Linked DNA regions of Sus scrofa: regions 2 and 3 are each linked to region 1. Evidence: chromatin contacts called from public targeted proximity ligation data. All regions are on one chromosome and are shown on one strand. The core of a region is the stretch at or near the end of the contact, and the rest is flanking DNA. Distances in the headings are between cores, read along the strand shown.

Region 1 (5,069 bases), core at 702-3,201:
TTGAGCTCGGATCCCGAGTTGCTGTGGCTGTTGTGTAGGCTGGCAGCTGCAGCTCTGATTCAACCCCTAGTCTGGGAACTTCCATAAGCCACAGGTACAGCCGTAAAAAGCAAAAAAAAAAAAAAAAAAAAAAGGAAAGAAAGAAAAAGAATTGCACCAGATGGACAGAGGTGTAGATCGCAGATGCATTTCAGATCTGGCGTTGCTGTGGCTGTGCCATCAGCTAGAGCTCCGATTAGACCCCTAGCCTGGGAACCTCCATATGCCGCAGGTGCGGCCCTAAAAAGACAAAAAAAAGAAAGAAAGAAAGAAAGAAAGAAAGAAAGAAAAGAAAAAGAAAATTAAATACAATGCAAAGAGTGTGTATGGATATAAAATATCAAGTTGACAAGAGTTGGACTGGGATGGTTTTGTACCATCAAGAGAGCCAAATTGGAACTACATTTCCCATAAGTCTCTTTCTTTTAAGGTGTAAGTTCTGGTTGACTACAATAGAAATTTACAAAAGAAATGAAAAGTGTAAGTGAAGCATCCGGTCTTTACACCTGAAAAGACCCTGAAGGGTCCCAGGCACCAAGGTGATTTTGCGCATGTGATCCAACTCACCTCATTGGCAAGAGGCCAGAGCTAGGCCTGCAGCTCCTCCAGCCTGTCTTCATCCTGGGTGAGGTGCATGTGCGACAAATCAAGCTCTGCACCCCCCTCCCCACCCGGCCCAGTATATCGTATGGTTCTGCTTTTCTTTTTCTTTCTTTTTTTCTTTTCTGGGGATGTGCCTGCAGTACATGGATGTTCCCAGGCTAGGGGTCCAATCAGAGCTTCAGCTGCCGGCCTACACCGAAGCCAAAGTAACGTGGTATCTGAGCTGAGTCTGTGACCTACACGACAGCTCAGGGCAACTCTAGATCCTTAACCCACTGAGCAAGGCCAGAGATTGAACCTGCATCCTCATGGTTCTTAGTTGGGTCCACTATAGCTGAGCCACAGTGGGAACTCCAGTTCTGCTTTTCTGAAGAATGCTAATATACTTTCCAATACGATAAAGTATACTGTGAAGAGTTGAAGTTCTGGTCTTGAGAAACCACATGGTTTGGTGAAAATGCATGGCTCTGAGGTCATACAGAACAGAGATTGGTGGCACAAACAATTTAGGGTCTTGAAACCTGACTCCCCATCTGTAGAATTGCGATCAAGTTTTTACTTACGTAGGAGTTCCCATAGTGGCTGTTGTGTAGGGTTAAGTTGAAGATTGTATGTAGAATACCCATAGTGTTTCACAGTGAATACATAGTACATATTAGCTCACCTCTCTGTTGGAGGGAGATGCATTGGTTAGTGCCCTGAGTCCTATTGAATGACTTAATGGAACAGAGTCACTTCAGCATATATTGTCTAGTATCACACCAATACTACCTTCTGGGTGTTTAGATGACACAAAACTCAACATTATTTGAGGTAAGTTTTGCCATTTATCTGTGGGAGATTTAAGGCAAGTTCTGACTCCGAGCCCAGCTTCAATTTAGAAACTATTACTCTACGGGGTTTTTGTCAGAAGTAAATAAGAGAAAATACAGAGGATGCTCCATACATCTACTGGATGTTGTGGGAGTAATTGGGGTTTCAAAGATGAGTTGGGTAAGTTGGTGTGAGACAGGCTGGAACTGCGGACCTGGGACCCTTTGCTGCAGTGCTTACACCTGAACAAATGCTGCAGTTGGGGCAAATTATGAATAACAAGATACAAAAAGACCCAAACTCAGCTGAGATATTGAGAGCAAAAGCAGGGTATCGCACATGATCCCTGCATCCAGCAGGAGGATCTGCCCCTACCCTGACCCCATTTAAGGGACCAACTCCCCACACACCCACCCACTCCCAGGAGCCAGCAAAGGAACTGGCTTGTTTTCACTCTCTCCTGCTGCAGCGAATAAAGCCTGGCCTCTTATCAATTTCTATTGATTAAAGAGTCCAAGAACCTGGGTGGTTAACAGGGTGCTAAAGGGGAGCTTACTATCAAGTGAAGAAAAAAATCCATGAAACCACAATGGAAGTTATATTCTTTTAATAGTAGAGAGCAGGGTTCCAGTCATGGCTCAGTGGACTGGTATCCGTAAGGTTGCAGGTTCAATCCCTGGCCTCCCTCAGTGGGTTAAGGATCCAGCATTAAGGATTAAGGATCCTGCGTTGCTGTGAGCTGTGTTATAGGCTGCAGACGTGGTTGGGTCTTGCATTGCTGTGGTGTAGGCCAGGAGCTGCAGCTCCAATTTGGCCCTTGCCTGGGAACCTCCATATGCCACGGGTGAGGCCCTAAAAAGCGCCCCCCCCCAAAAAAAATAGTAGCGAGCAGAAAAGTAGAAAATTACCATGAGGAGGTAGAAAGTTTTAAATGCTATAAAAGAAACAGATGCCATGGAAAGATGATAAAAGGTCTTGCAGACTTCTGTTGATTTATGGGATCATGAGCATATGATACCTGATCTCACAGGCACGGGCTAGGCAATACTTCCAAAGACCTGCCACCTTGCCAGTGGCTGGTCATAGCACATAACTGGAAGAGTGGGTGCTTTGAGAGAGGAGCCAAGTCAACAATTTTGCCGGCAGGGGAGTGCTTGTTCAGGCTGACATCCCAGAAGCTGGAATGCATTTGAAACAAAAGCTTGCAGCTGAAAATCTTTGACAGTTTTGGGGAAAATGTGACAAAATAAACCTACAAATTACATATCCAGTTTACAAACTAGGTCGAAAAGTTCTTTTATTTTCTCCCACCTTCTCAAAATCAAAGCCAAGAAACAAAAACACTTTTGGTAAAAGGGTATGCAGTCTCCTTTCCCCTTTGTCTTCTCATGTTCATCCTTTCTCATTTTTTCCAGTGCGTACTCTCACTTCTTTCTCAGTCTCGGTGTTTTCCCACCAACCCCCTCCCCGCCCCCTCCTCACGCCCGCATTCTCTGCTCGGCTCTTAGCCCCTCAGCCCGGGACAGCCCGGGCCCCCCGCACCTGCTAGCGGGGAGCCCGAGCCAGTCCCCGCCGAGAGACTGGCAGTGACGTAGCGGGGAGGACGGTGCCCGCGCGGCCCGCTGACGTCACTGCCGCAGCGGTCCCCAGCGAAGCCCAAGAATGGGAATTCAAGGAGGGAAACGCGGCGGTGACCCCAGGGTCAGGGCTGAGCGCTCCGAGTGGGCCGCGTGCTTTGGGTCTCTGGAGTCAAAAGGCCAGAATCGCGCCTCCTGCGTAGGCTGATCCCACCCACCCTACACCCTCAGTGCGCCCCAACGCCAGAGTTTAGCGATAAGGGGAATGTCCCTAAACGGTGGGGCCTCATGCGCAAGCGCCTAGGCTGGGGAGCAGATAAGGGAAAGAGATGGAGGGGGCTGCAGGATGAGGATTGGTGGGGGAGGAGAGCAGCGTGCGGCGGGAGGGGACAGCGACAGAGCCTTACGGTGCGACACAAGAGGAAGACGGCTCACTCCCTCGGCCGCTAGCCCGGCTCCCCGGGCGCTGCGGCGGCGCGGGGCCTGCGGCGCGGCGTCGTGACGTCACGGTGGCGGCGGCCGTGGTTGGCGCTGGGTCCGCGGCTGCAAAGTGTGAATTACGCCTGGCTCGCGCCGCCGGCGGAGAGAAGTCAGGCTCCGGGGGAGGGGAGGGGCAGGTCCGCGGCGGCGGCCGGAGCTAGTGGCTGCACCCGAGCCCTGCGCTCGCTGGGTCTCGCCGCTGGCTCAGCGGTCTTTCTTTGCACCGCTTTGCTGCGTCGGTGCTCTGCTCCTGCTCCACTGCCCCCGGACCCTCTCCTCTCGGCCTTAGAGCCTTGGGGCGCCGGGGTTCCCCCTGCGACTTCGCCTGTGCTGCCTCCGCTTGCACCCCGGAGCCAGGCGCGCGCCGGTCATCGTAACTGTCGCCGCGGCCGCCGCAGCGCCTTCTAGCCGGCGGCCGGCACGGAGTGTTGGGCTGGGGGAGACGTGAGCCCAGCTTCCCGGCCCGGGGTGGGCGCCCCCCCCGCCCTGCCCCCGCCTCGGCCCGGCGCCCCCGAGCCGCAGCCCCTTCGCAGCGCAGGGGCCGGCGGCCGCGGCAGGGCGGGCGCCGTGCGGGGGCAGGGCGGGCGTATTCAATGGAAGTATGCTACCAGCTGCCGGTGCTGCCCCTGGACAGGCCGGTCCCCCAGCACGTCCTCAGCCGCCGAGGAGCCATCAGCTTCAGCTCCAGCTCCGCGCTCTTCGGCTGCCCCAATCCCCGGCAGCTCTCACAGGTAAACGCCACCGCCGTGGGGGCCCACACTGGGGGCTTCTCTCTTTTGTTTCCCTTCTCCCACCTGGTTTCACCTCCATGACCCCCCACTTCTCCCTCCCCCGCCGCGTCCTTGTCGTTCACCCCAGACCCCAGCCCTTCCCATTGTTTGGGGGTTTCTAGGCTGGCCCCTCGACTTTATCCTCGGAGATGTACACCTTCAGACTCCCGGCCTCCTCCAGTCTGGACCCGGGTGGGCTCCAGGAGCCCTTCACATCCTTCCCAGGCCCGCCCCCTCCGTGCTCAGCCGCTTGACTCAGGAATGACTTTGTCTTCTTACCTTTCTCGAAGTCTCAGTCTGGAAGTGGGGTCTCTATTCCTGTGGCACACCTGTCCCCCCACCCCCCTTCCACACCTGTGCCGGGCTCACGCCTCGCGGCCGGCTCCCCCCGCCCCCGGCTCCCGCGCGCCGGGCGGTGCTCGGATGGTCCTGCGGTTCTCTGAACAATAGGCCGATTCCTGCTCGGTCTTCTCGACTCCTTAGATTCTGTGGATGGACCCTTGAAGGTTCAGTTCAGGTAGAGTTGTTTGCCAGGAATCAGTTTTGTTTTTAATTTGAGAAGGAGATTTTAAGAGAAAAACTACTGATAGAGCAGTCACAGGGAGACTTTGTTTTGAATGGTCCAGTGTGTCAGTTGCTTCTGAGAATTTTAATTTTTTTTCTGTAGTGATGCTTTTGGCCCAGCTTCTTCCTTCTGGCTGATTTTGGTTGCCAGATTTAAAATAGGCGAAAAGAATTGTGTTTTGTTTACATTTGAACTGAGTGCCTTGCATTTCTGCTGCCAGAA
Region 2 (5,069 bases), core at 1,510-4,009, 99 kb before region 1:
AGCTGAGAGGGGAGGCAAACGCCACATGGTAGAGGCTCTGGAAGGTCTTACAGGCAGACAAATTCCAGCCTTTTAGAGGAGAAAGGAGAAATCAGGCAAAGAATCTTAGGGCCTTGGAGTCAGCCACCCAGCAGGCAAAGGGTTTGGGCACCAGGGGGCAGGAGTTCTAGCCAAGCACCTCACTTTGAGCAAGTGCCTAAAGCAAGAAAGGAGCTGAAGCAGTCTGGCTTGGCCAACGGGACTCAAGGTTTGGCATGGAAAGTTTTCAGGCATTTTTCTCAGGGCCAAAGGACAAGATCTCAGGTTTTCTGTTGTCCTCTGGCCACAGGTTGAAAAGGTGAAGACAGAGGTCTGGTTATAGTGTTCACCAGAGCTTTGCATTAATGCATGTTTGTGGAGTTGAATTGCCCAGTTTCTAACTGATGACCTGAAGTGATCCCATGTGCTCTCTGGCACTGGTGTCTTCCAGACCCCTGTGGGTCTCCTGAGCAGCCAGTGTCACAGTTACTACTCGCATCTATACCCTCTTTCCCAGTTGTCTCTGGGGCCCCATGCCCATGACTGACAAGGACTCTCATTATAGAAAGTGCCAGAGCACAAACAATGGCATTTTCAATAAATCTCTGATAGCAATCACACTTTTTACATGTCTGTTTTTTTTTTCTGAAAAAAAAATATAGAAAACTTAACCTTTAATTTTAATTCACATGTAAATAATCAAGATTGTTGTTATTGTTTGTTCTTTGAGATCATTTTTCATTGGCAGTTGTGCCATATTTACGCTTTTTTTTTTTTTTTTTTTTGGTCTTTTTTTTGGTGCTGCACCCGTGGCATGTGGAGGTTCCCAGGCTAGGGGTCCAGTCGGAGCCACAGCAACATGGGACCCAAGCTGCGTCTGTGAACTATGCCACAGTTCATGGCAACACCAGATCCTTAACCCACTGAGTAAGGCCAGGGATTGAACCCACAACCTCGTGGTTCCTAGTCAGATTCGTTAACCACTGAGCCATGATGGGAACTCCCATATTTATGCTTTTAAAACAGGCATACTTACACTTTCTTCCCCATACATGGATACATACATCTTACATCTTTTATATAGACAGTACATCATGTAACTCTGTATATGATTATATCTGGTATACATTCATAACCATCCTTACCTATGAAGTGAAAGCAGTGTTCAAAATAGAAACCAAAGTAGACTGTGAATGCTGGGCTCTGGGCTTTATATAACACAAAGTAAAAGAAATATGGTAGCTGGCTTTCATAAAATTAGTTTAGATACTCAAGTCCTACTTTTCTTGGTTGCCTTAGCAACCCTGTGTACAAATAAACTCCGAAATGATGAAAACCCTGGAAAGAAGGTCAGATATTCAAAACTATACTATTATAAGGATAACTGCATTTCCCTTTTATAGCTCCTTCAAATACTTTTTTGAAAAATATTTTAATTTTCTGGGTTGTTTTTCTTGTTAATAACTTTTAAGAAAAAACATTCCTACTCCTTGCAGAAAATTTGATAAACCCATTTATTTCCTCTACCTCTGAATATCGAATCTTCTCAACCTGAAGGTGAATGACTGATGCATGGAGATCACCATTTGCTCAGCTCAGGCTTCAGACAGCATCAACTCTGGAGCAACAGGCGTGATCAAACCAAAATAGGCCTTGCAAAGAAAGCATTCTGAAATGTCTGTCTGGATTTTGTCAGTTCCGGCACAGCAACTTCACTGTGTTGGTTAGTTCCTGTCTACTCAGATTAGTTATCTGTCTGTAACAATTTATAGAAAGGATCTTTAACTCAGGGACCTGACAAGGGAGTAACAGCACCCTTTAGAAAGAGAACGGCACCTAAAATTTACTAAACAAGTAACTTGGATATAAACATTCAGGTGATTCTGAATACCCTTTTTTTTTAACTCAGAAATTGGTGACAACACTTGGTGTGGTTGTAGGAATCGTCTCAGCTGTTATACAGCCTGGATTCTTTTTTCCCAGGATTTGGGAAATAATTCTGGATATTTTATCCGACTTGTCATGGAACACCCACTTCTTATTCCGGGGGCTATTATTACTAATCTCAAAAAGTGCTCAGGCTTCACTTGTAGCAAGTACAGACTGTATATAGAATAATTAGCCTCTCTCCACTCTGTAACTGTCCTCTAGGAAACACCATCACACTTCCTGTGCATATGTATCTCCTGGGAAGCAGCCGCACCATTATTCTTAACGTCCCATATCTTGTGGGCTATGTTTAATCTGCCTGTTACATGTTTCCATTGCACATCTTGCTACCTCTACCTCCAGTTCAACATCTAAACTTGAACTTTTTTTTTTTTCTTTTTTTTTTTTTGGCATTTTGGCTTTTCGGCTTTTCTAGGGCTGCTTCCGTGGTATATGGAGGTTCCCAGGCCAGAGGGTCCAATCGGAGCTGTAGCCACCGGCCTACGCCAGAGCCACAGCAACGTGGGATCCAAGCAGCATCTGCAACCTACACCACAGCTCACGGCAACGCCAGATCCTTAACCCACTGAGTAAGGCCAGGGACTGAACCCGCAACCTCATGGTTCCTAGTCGGATTCGTTAACCACTGAGCCACAACGGGAACTCCCAAACTTGAACTTCTTAATCAACTTCTTCCTAAAACCAGGTCCCTTCTTGATTTCCTATTTCTATTATGTTTTCCCAGTTATGCAGGCTTAAAGCTGTAAAATCATCTTTGATGCTTCCTCTTCTTAGTGCCCTGCTGGTCAACAAGCCCTGGCCATTCATACTTTATAATCTTTTCTGTAGTTGCTTTAATCATATCACTCTTCCACTCACAAATTTCCAATGGGTCCCCATTACTAAAGGGATAAATTCCAAACTCCTTGATTTGGGGGGTAAAGTCCTGATGCCAAGCTATCTTCCTAATCTCATCTTTTAATTCTCGGCTACCTTCAGCCCCAATGAGACGTCGTCTCCTTGTCCTTCCTCCACCATACCCTGCACATCCCACCCCTGCCTATGCCCAAGCCATTTCTGTCACTTGTTGACTAACCCAGTTGTCGTTCCTTTTTTTCTCTTGTCATCTACTGTAAAAGCTGGAAATACTAAATATCCTCTTTCTCAATCTCCCTTGCAGCTTGGGTCAGTTATGTGTCACAGTGGAGACTTTGAATGTCATCACATTTGTTGTACTGATGCTCTGTTTTACTCTAGAAAAATTATAGTGATTAGTGTAGAAATGTGGATTCAATAAAATCTCATGATGGGGGCTTAGAGCCAAAAGAGTAATAGTGCCACAGTTTCTAGTTCACCCCACTAAATTAAAGATTTTCATCTAAGAAACATAGCACCTATTCTTGAGAAGTTAAATTTTTCCTTATTTGATTATTGAAAATGTTTGGATTTTTTTCCCCTTCCTTACCTCTTTCTCCCCACCACCTCCTTCCTTCTTTAGTTTGATGGAAAAAAAAGGAGGAGGGGGGTGGGGTTGCTTGCTGATATCCTGGAAGTGACAGAAAGGTTTAAATCCTCTCCTTTATCTCTTTTGATAAAAGAAATTGTGGCTTTATTTAACAAATAGAAGCTGCATTTTATTTGATTGATTCCTATGGCCTGGCACAGATGTGCTGTTACTAGTCATCATAAAACTCAAAGACTTCTTGTTTACCTGAATTTCACACATCCCTTCACAAGGATGTTAAGTGTTTTTGTTTTGGGTGTTTTTTTGTGGTTGTTTTTTTAATGATTTTTATTTGTTCCATCATAGCTGGTTTACAGTGTTCTGTCAATTTCTGCTGTACAGCAAGGTGACCCAGTTACACATGCATATATACATTCTTTTTTGCTTTTTAGACGTGCTTAGGGGCTACCAAGTCAAATTGACCAGCCCATACAAACTGTTGAACTTTGGTCCACAAAGTAGTAACTCTAGAAACTGAAAGGGTCATTTAGAAAGGCTATGTACAGTTAAAGACACCTGTGGTTAACACCAAAAAAGAAAGAAGCCCATCACCCCTCAATCCACTCAATGAACAGTTTTACTTCTGTATCTTAACTGTAAAGTGTAAACCAATGTTGAAGTAAAATGTCTGAACAAAAAGAGTTATAATGTAGCAGCAGATGCAGGGGTCAGATCAAGTGCTCCCTTTGGATGAGCAAATGATGCTTGATGCCTTTGCACATTTGACTGATTTGGTTTCATAATCGATGCTTTACTAAATGTTCTTATAAAAATATCATTCCCTAAAGAACTTAACCCTGGCATTTACGAGACACTGTCAGTTTCTAAAAGGAAACATAGTTACAGTTGCTTTACAACCCTCATCACCATGGGGTTAAGTAGAGTTCCGAGCTGGTGTTTTAGACACATGCTCTTAAAAGCCAGTCTCCAATCCTAAATATATCCCAATGTGGATAAGAAGAGTAACCATATCTACAACCAACAAATGAAGAACTCTAAGCAAAAAGGAGGAATGAGAGGAAGGAGAAAGTAACTAGGGGAATGAAATGGGAGGGAGAGCACAAAACAGGGTTCAAATCCCCATTCCTTCCCAGCTCCCAGGGTTCTTCCAACAATTTGAAAGTGTGCAGACCTAGAGTATCTGGGAGTATCTGTGTATTCACAGATAAAGAAGTCTGATGGAAAGCTGGCCTTGATAAATATCTAAATAGCTCTCTGGCAGTGACACAAAACCAGGGGACGGAGAACTTCCTTCCTGCAGGTGGGAGCTGGGATGTTCTGATGGAGACAGTGTGGGATTTGAGCAGGGTTTGAATAATGAGTAGGATTATGACAGATGGAGACACACCCCAGCCCATAATTTGCATGGGAGACATGATGACTGAGTAGGATATGCCAGACTCAGATTGTACACCAAGCTGAGAATTTCACCCTTTGTGTCCATCTCAAAGGTAGTCTGTAGGGTATCAGCCATAAGCAGGAAGGAGAATGATTTACACAGCTTCTGGGTAAAGCCCACCTCTGCCCTTTATCCCCAGGTCTCAGCCTGAGCCCTGTTGTGGCAGATAGCCCAGGATGCCCCTCCCCCTCCTCCATTTCTCCATCCTCTCCCCTGCTT
Region 3 (5,069 bases), core at 857-3,356, 98 kb after region 1:
TGCAGTGTATGAACCACACTTCTGTGATGTTAAGTTAGAGCTCATGACAGTTCATGAGAGTATAGGAATAAGTTGAAAGAAACGCTTAGCTCACTTTACCTATACATGTATTAATTGAAAAACAAAATAATCATTGGCTTTTCAGAAGCAGTTTATCCGTTTAGACATATTTTGGAGCCATTTGGAAAGATCATGATTAAAAGGGTGATAATTTGCATTTCTTGAAGTAAATCAACCGCTTTCCATTTTCATTAACTTCCCTTGGACTGTCTAGAAAAGACAAGAGAATGTTACTAAAATTAAATTACAGGAGGAATGTTTGGTTTTCATTTCAGTGTATGCTGGAAAAAGTTGGAAATTGGAATTTTGATATCTTTCTATTTGATAGACTAACAAATGGTAAGTGAAGAATTTGACTTCCTCTCATGCATTCCCTCAATTGCTGCCTTGATGGTACAGCTGCTCCTAGGTTGCTGCTTTCCGTTACTTAGGTTAGGAGCCCTCTGCTGGCAGAGGGAGCATCATTTTGTTAACTGCATTTTTTGATTATTAGTCTCAGCAGTAATCAAACTTACTATCACCATCCCTTGGCTGTTCCTAATTAGTGCTCCTGTTATTAATAAACCCAAAGTGAACATTACGATCGCATTGTTCCTGATTTTTCCTTTTTTGGTTTCTTTTGGACTGTAGCCACTTAGAGTGGCATCCTCTGATCATGTATTCCAGTTTGGATAGCCCAGATACGTTGTGGAGGAATGAAGTTTTGCGAGATGGTCTTTCTTCTAGCTCTGTGGTTCCCAGGCTTTTCTTTCTCTGCACACTCAAGAGAGAGAGATGGTGCGTTATAATCAGCAACAGTGGTTACTTCTGGCTCTGCTTCTCCATGGTGGTGTGGGCAAGAGCTTGTGGCTTCTTTAGGGGGTGGATCAGACTCTATACAAAGTGTGAGCAGTTTGAAAACAGGTGACTCTGAACTGTTTCCCTCTCTGAGTTTTGTTTTGCTTTTCAGGAAGTATTTTTCTCTCTGGGAACAGGAATGGATTTCCCTTTGGGAATTATTTTTTATTTAGGGTAAAGTTTTAGGCGTAAAATGTTGGTGATACTTTAGTCCAACTAGATGTTGCCCCTTTTGCCTTGATACCTTTTAAATAAAGAAAGCAGAGTGGAAGTTCACTGAGAGGAAGTCAGTTCTGATTGCTGAGAATGAAATATATGTGTGATTCACTGTTCTACTTTGAAATCACCTGTTTTTTCTTATTTTACTTTGAAATAAAGCTCCCTTTATAAGGAAGCCAGGTAGGGGAAATGGACAAGCAAATTCAACATTTTTCATTTTTCTTTTTTTTTTTTTTTTTTTGTCTTTTCTAGGGCCACACCACCAGCGGCATATGGAGGTTCCCAGGCTAGGGGTCGAATTGGAGCTGTCGCCACCGGCCTACACCACAGCCACAGCAACATGGGATCTGAGCCGCATCTGTGACCTACACCATAGCTCACTGCAATGCCGGATCCTTAACCCACTGAGCGAGGCCAGGGATTGAACCTGCAACTTCATGGTTCCTGGTTGGGTTCGTTAACCACTGTGCCACGACGGGAACTCCTCAACATTTTTCATCTTGGGGATCAGTGTGGGTCTAGCTTTTTAGCCTCACTGCCTTATTCCCTTTGAGCTGTGTGGCCAGGCCTAGTGAGAACACCTTTCTGATCACCTCTTTGCCTGTGTGCTGCTGACCGATAACAAACTGGACTGACTCGGGCACAGGTGGAAAGACAGTGAAGTCCACCTCCTCAGCAGGGCCTCCCTCCCTCCTGCTGCCCTGCCTTTTCGTGTTTCCTCTTTTCTCTTCCTTACCACCACCCCCCACTCTCCTTTGGCCTCTGGTGACTCTGTCTGCCCCCGCTTCCACTCTGGCCTGTCCCCACAGAAAGGGCTCTGGTATCATTTACACAGCTGTCCTGTCCTACAGCCTCCCCCTTTTGAAAATATAGGTGCCTCAGCTTCTTTTTAGATCTGGGAAACTCCCTTTTCCTAATGCAATACAAATATTGCTTTAGTCATTATCTCAAGATAAATATAGATAAGAGTGCCGCCCTTAACACCTTCAAGGTCTAGTTAGCCTCATGTAAACACCAACAGCTCATGGCCTATTCTTAGTTGCTTGGGACACTTGTCACTCACTGAAATAGTTGATTGTTCTTCTCTAGATTTTATTTTTAAAAAGAATGTATCCTGCTAGTTGGGGGTGTGGCAATGAAAGTGGAGCAAGGGTGACAGTGTAGGATGGGCAGGAGTCATAGCAATGGTCTGCGTTAATTTAGCTCTTTTCTTTCCTTGACTCACTTTGAGAAACAAATGGGCAGAAGAAAATTCCTTAAATTTTCATTATTGAATTTGAATTGCTTTTATTCAAAGCTGCTTAGCCTGAAATGAATTCTGGATGATATCTGTACATAGTATCCAAGTTTGTAATTTTCCCTTCTTGCTTGTTGATCCCATGTGTTCTTTATGTTTTATTCTGGTGATTTTCCCAAATGCCATTGTGGAGAGGACAGGGAAGAAGCAAAGTTCGATGATTCCCACCAAGACAATGGCTCCCAGCTGGCCCCCTGCAAGGACTTCTCTCTGGCCAGACACATTTGATCTTCCTTTTGCAGGAATGAGTTGTTACATGAGATAGCAAGATATAGCTCGTCCCCACTGAGAGCTCCCTGGCTGTGAGGACCCTCGTTGCCAGGCAGGTGTTATGGCCATAGCCTAATCCTGCCAGCTCCCATCTAGAATCACATCCTAAAAACTGTCAAGGGCCATAACACCTTGGACAGCTCTGTCCTTTGACATACCTCTACATAGGATCGCTTTTCTAGAAGTACAGTTTTCTTTTCCAAGAAGGTATTTGTTTCCATTTTCATGTAAAATAAGTTATTCTGTGCCCATTTCTTGTTTAGTGAACCAACTGAGCATCCCTTGCTTTGAAATGTTCTGTTGACTTGTGTTCTTATTCACTGGTATTAAGCCAGTTGGTATCTTAGGAACTGAAAATGAGAAAAAATGTTGCATATGCAGACTTTGATTTTGCTGTGGGTGGTACACTTGATGGATTGGTTCTGTCAGATTCCTTTAAGGTCCTTGGTGGAAGACATTAACATTTCTTTGATAATTTATTTCATTAGGCTTGGGAAAAAATGGGGGGAGAGCCCTGTGTTACCTAAATAGAATGAATATTCTTTTCTTTTTAATTGAGGTACAGTTGACTTAGAACATTGTATTAGCTTCTGGTATACAATGTTACTATGATTTGCTATTTGTATATACCACAAAAATAATCACCACAGTGAGTCTACTTAACATCTGTCACCATATGTAGTTACAAATTTTTTTTTACTGTGATGAGAATTTTCAAGACTTACTCTCTTAGCAACATTCAGATGTGCAGTATGGAAAAGTGTTTATTCAGATCATTTGCCCATTTTTTGAAAACCAGATGGTTTCTTGAATATATATTCTGAAATATCTGTATTATTAGCCATAGTCACCATGCTGTAAATCATATCCCTAGGACCTAATTATTTACAACTGCAAGTTTGTGCCTTTTGATCAGCTTCCCCTATTTTGTCCACTCCCACAATCCCCACCAATGGCAACCACCAGTCCGTTCTCAGTGAGCTTGAGATTTTGCTGTCGTCATTTTAGATTCCACATAAGTGAAATCATACAGCATTTGTCTTTCAGTTACCTCAAACTCCATCTGTGTTGTTGCATATGGCAAGATTTCTTTCCTATTTATGGCTAAGTAGTATTCCTTTGTCTATATACCAAGTTTTCTTTATCCATTCATCTATCAATGTGCCCTTAGGTTGATTCCATGTCTTGACTATTGTAAATAATGCTTCAGTGAACATGAGGGTGCAGGTATCTCTTTGAGATATGATTCCATTTCCCTCAGATAATATCCAAAAGTGGGATTGCTGGATCATATGGTAGTTCTACTTTAAATTTTTTGAGGAACCTCCATTGTTTTCCATAGCGGCTTCAGTTTTCTTCACATCCTTGTCTGCAGCAGCCATTCTGACAGGTGTGAGGTGATTATCTTGTGGTTTTAATTTGCATTTATCTGGTGATTACTGATACTGAGCAGCTTTTCTTGTACCTCTTGGCCATCTGTATATCTTCTTTGGAAAAATGTCTGTTCAGATCCTCTGCCCATTTTTTAAGAACCAGATTATTTTTTGAATACGTACTCTGAAGAGTCTGTATATACCCCCAAGAAAAGTTGTTACAGCAGTAGAAACAACTCTCTTTATATCACAGTTGGTTCCAGACCACGTGGGCTCGTGTGTGTACTGGTAGAGTGTTATCAGAATTTGAATGTATTTTAGCATTTAATTTCTTAAAGGAAAAGATTTGAAATGGCTTTTCCTTTGTTTGAAGGTGCTGTGTCAGGTGGTTTTTAGGAAGTCTCTTGGCCGCCACATCCTTTCCAGTATTGCTCATGCAGATATTATTCCAGTTAATTTACTCAGCCATGGGTTTCTGTTGACAGTTCCTTCAGGCAGTTTTGGATAATGGTTATTAGCCCCTTTGTCCTTTATAATTCTTCATAAATGTGATTACTGTAAGTTTTCATCGTGGACCTCATTAGGTCTTCTCTACATGTTGGTAAGAATCATAGATTTCTTTTAAGAATACTGTAATCATGCTTATGCTGTTGTTATTGTCTGAACACTGGAAGTAATGTGTGAGCTCACACACCTTTAACACAGAGTGTGTTTAATTGTTAGAATGGTATAGCAGGAGTTCCTGTCGTGGTTCATCGGAAATGAATCTGACTAGCATCCATGAGGATGTAGGTTCGATCCCTGGCCCTGCTCGGTGGGTTAAGGATCCCTGGTTACCATAAGCTGTGATGTAGGTTGCAGACTCAGCTCAGATTCTGTGTTGCTGTGGTGTAGGCCAGCAGCTACAGCTCCGATTTGACCCCTAGCCTGGGAACCTCTATATGCCATGGGGTGAGGCCCTAAAAAGACAAAAAAGACACACACACACACAAAAAAAAATAGTACAGCATATG

Evidence for each region.
Region 2: a targeted proximity ligation map of alveolar macrophages shows a contact between it and region 1. A contact is called at or near these places in 1 of 5 promoter capture datasets (liver), 5 of 47 Hi-C or Micro-C datasets (alveolar macrophages, blood, liver and 1 more) and 1 of 2 datasets of targeted methods (alveolar macrophages).
Region 3: a contact with region 1 is called in a targeted proximity ligation map of skeletal muscle, with 3 times the contacts expected there. A contact is called at or near these places in 7 of 47 Hi-C or Micro-C datasets (embryonic fibroblasts, fetal heart ventricle, heart right ventricle and 3 more) and 1 of 2 datasets of targeted methods (skeletal muscle).

The regions. Positions count from the first base shown.
Region 1 is chr4:68,775,959-68,781,027 of Sscrofa11.1, forward strand. It overlaps PDE7A (high affinity cAMP-specific 3',5'-cyclic phosphodiesterase 7A), which reads left to right and starts at 1,952. Exons shown (of 13, transcript XM_021089289.1): 1 at 1,952-4,243. The coding sequence starts at 4,106.
Region 2 is chr4:68,675,657-68,680,725 of Sscrofa11.1, forward strand. No RefSeq gene overlaps it. Among named protein-coding and RNA genes, the nearest start is that of DNAJC5B, 37 kb to the left of the region's middle.
Region 3 is chr4:68,873,570-68,878,638 of Sscrofa11.1, forward strand. PDE7A (high affinity cAMP-specific 3',5'-cyclic phosphodiesterase 7A) reads left to right here. Exons shown (of 13, transcript XM_021089289.1): 5 at 336-399. Among named protein-coding and RNA genes, the nearest start is that of MTFR1, 94 kb to the right of the region's middle.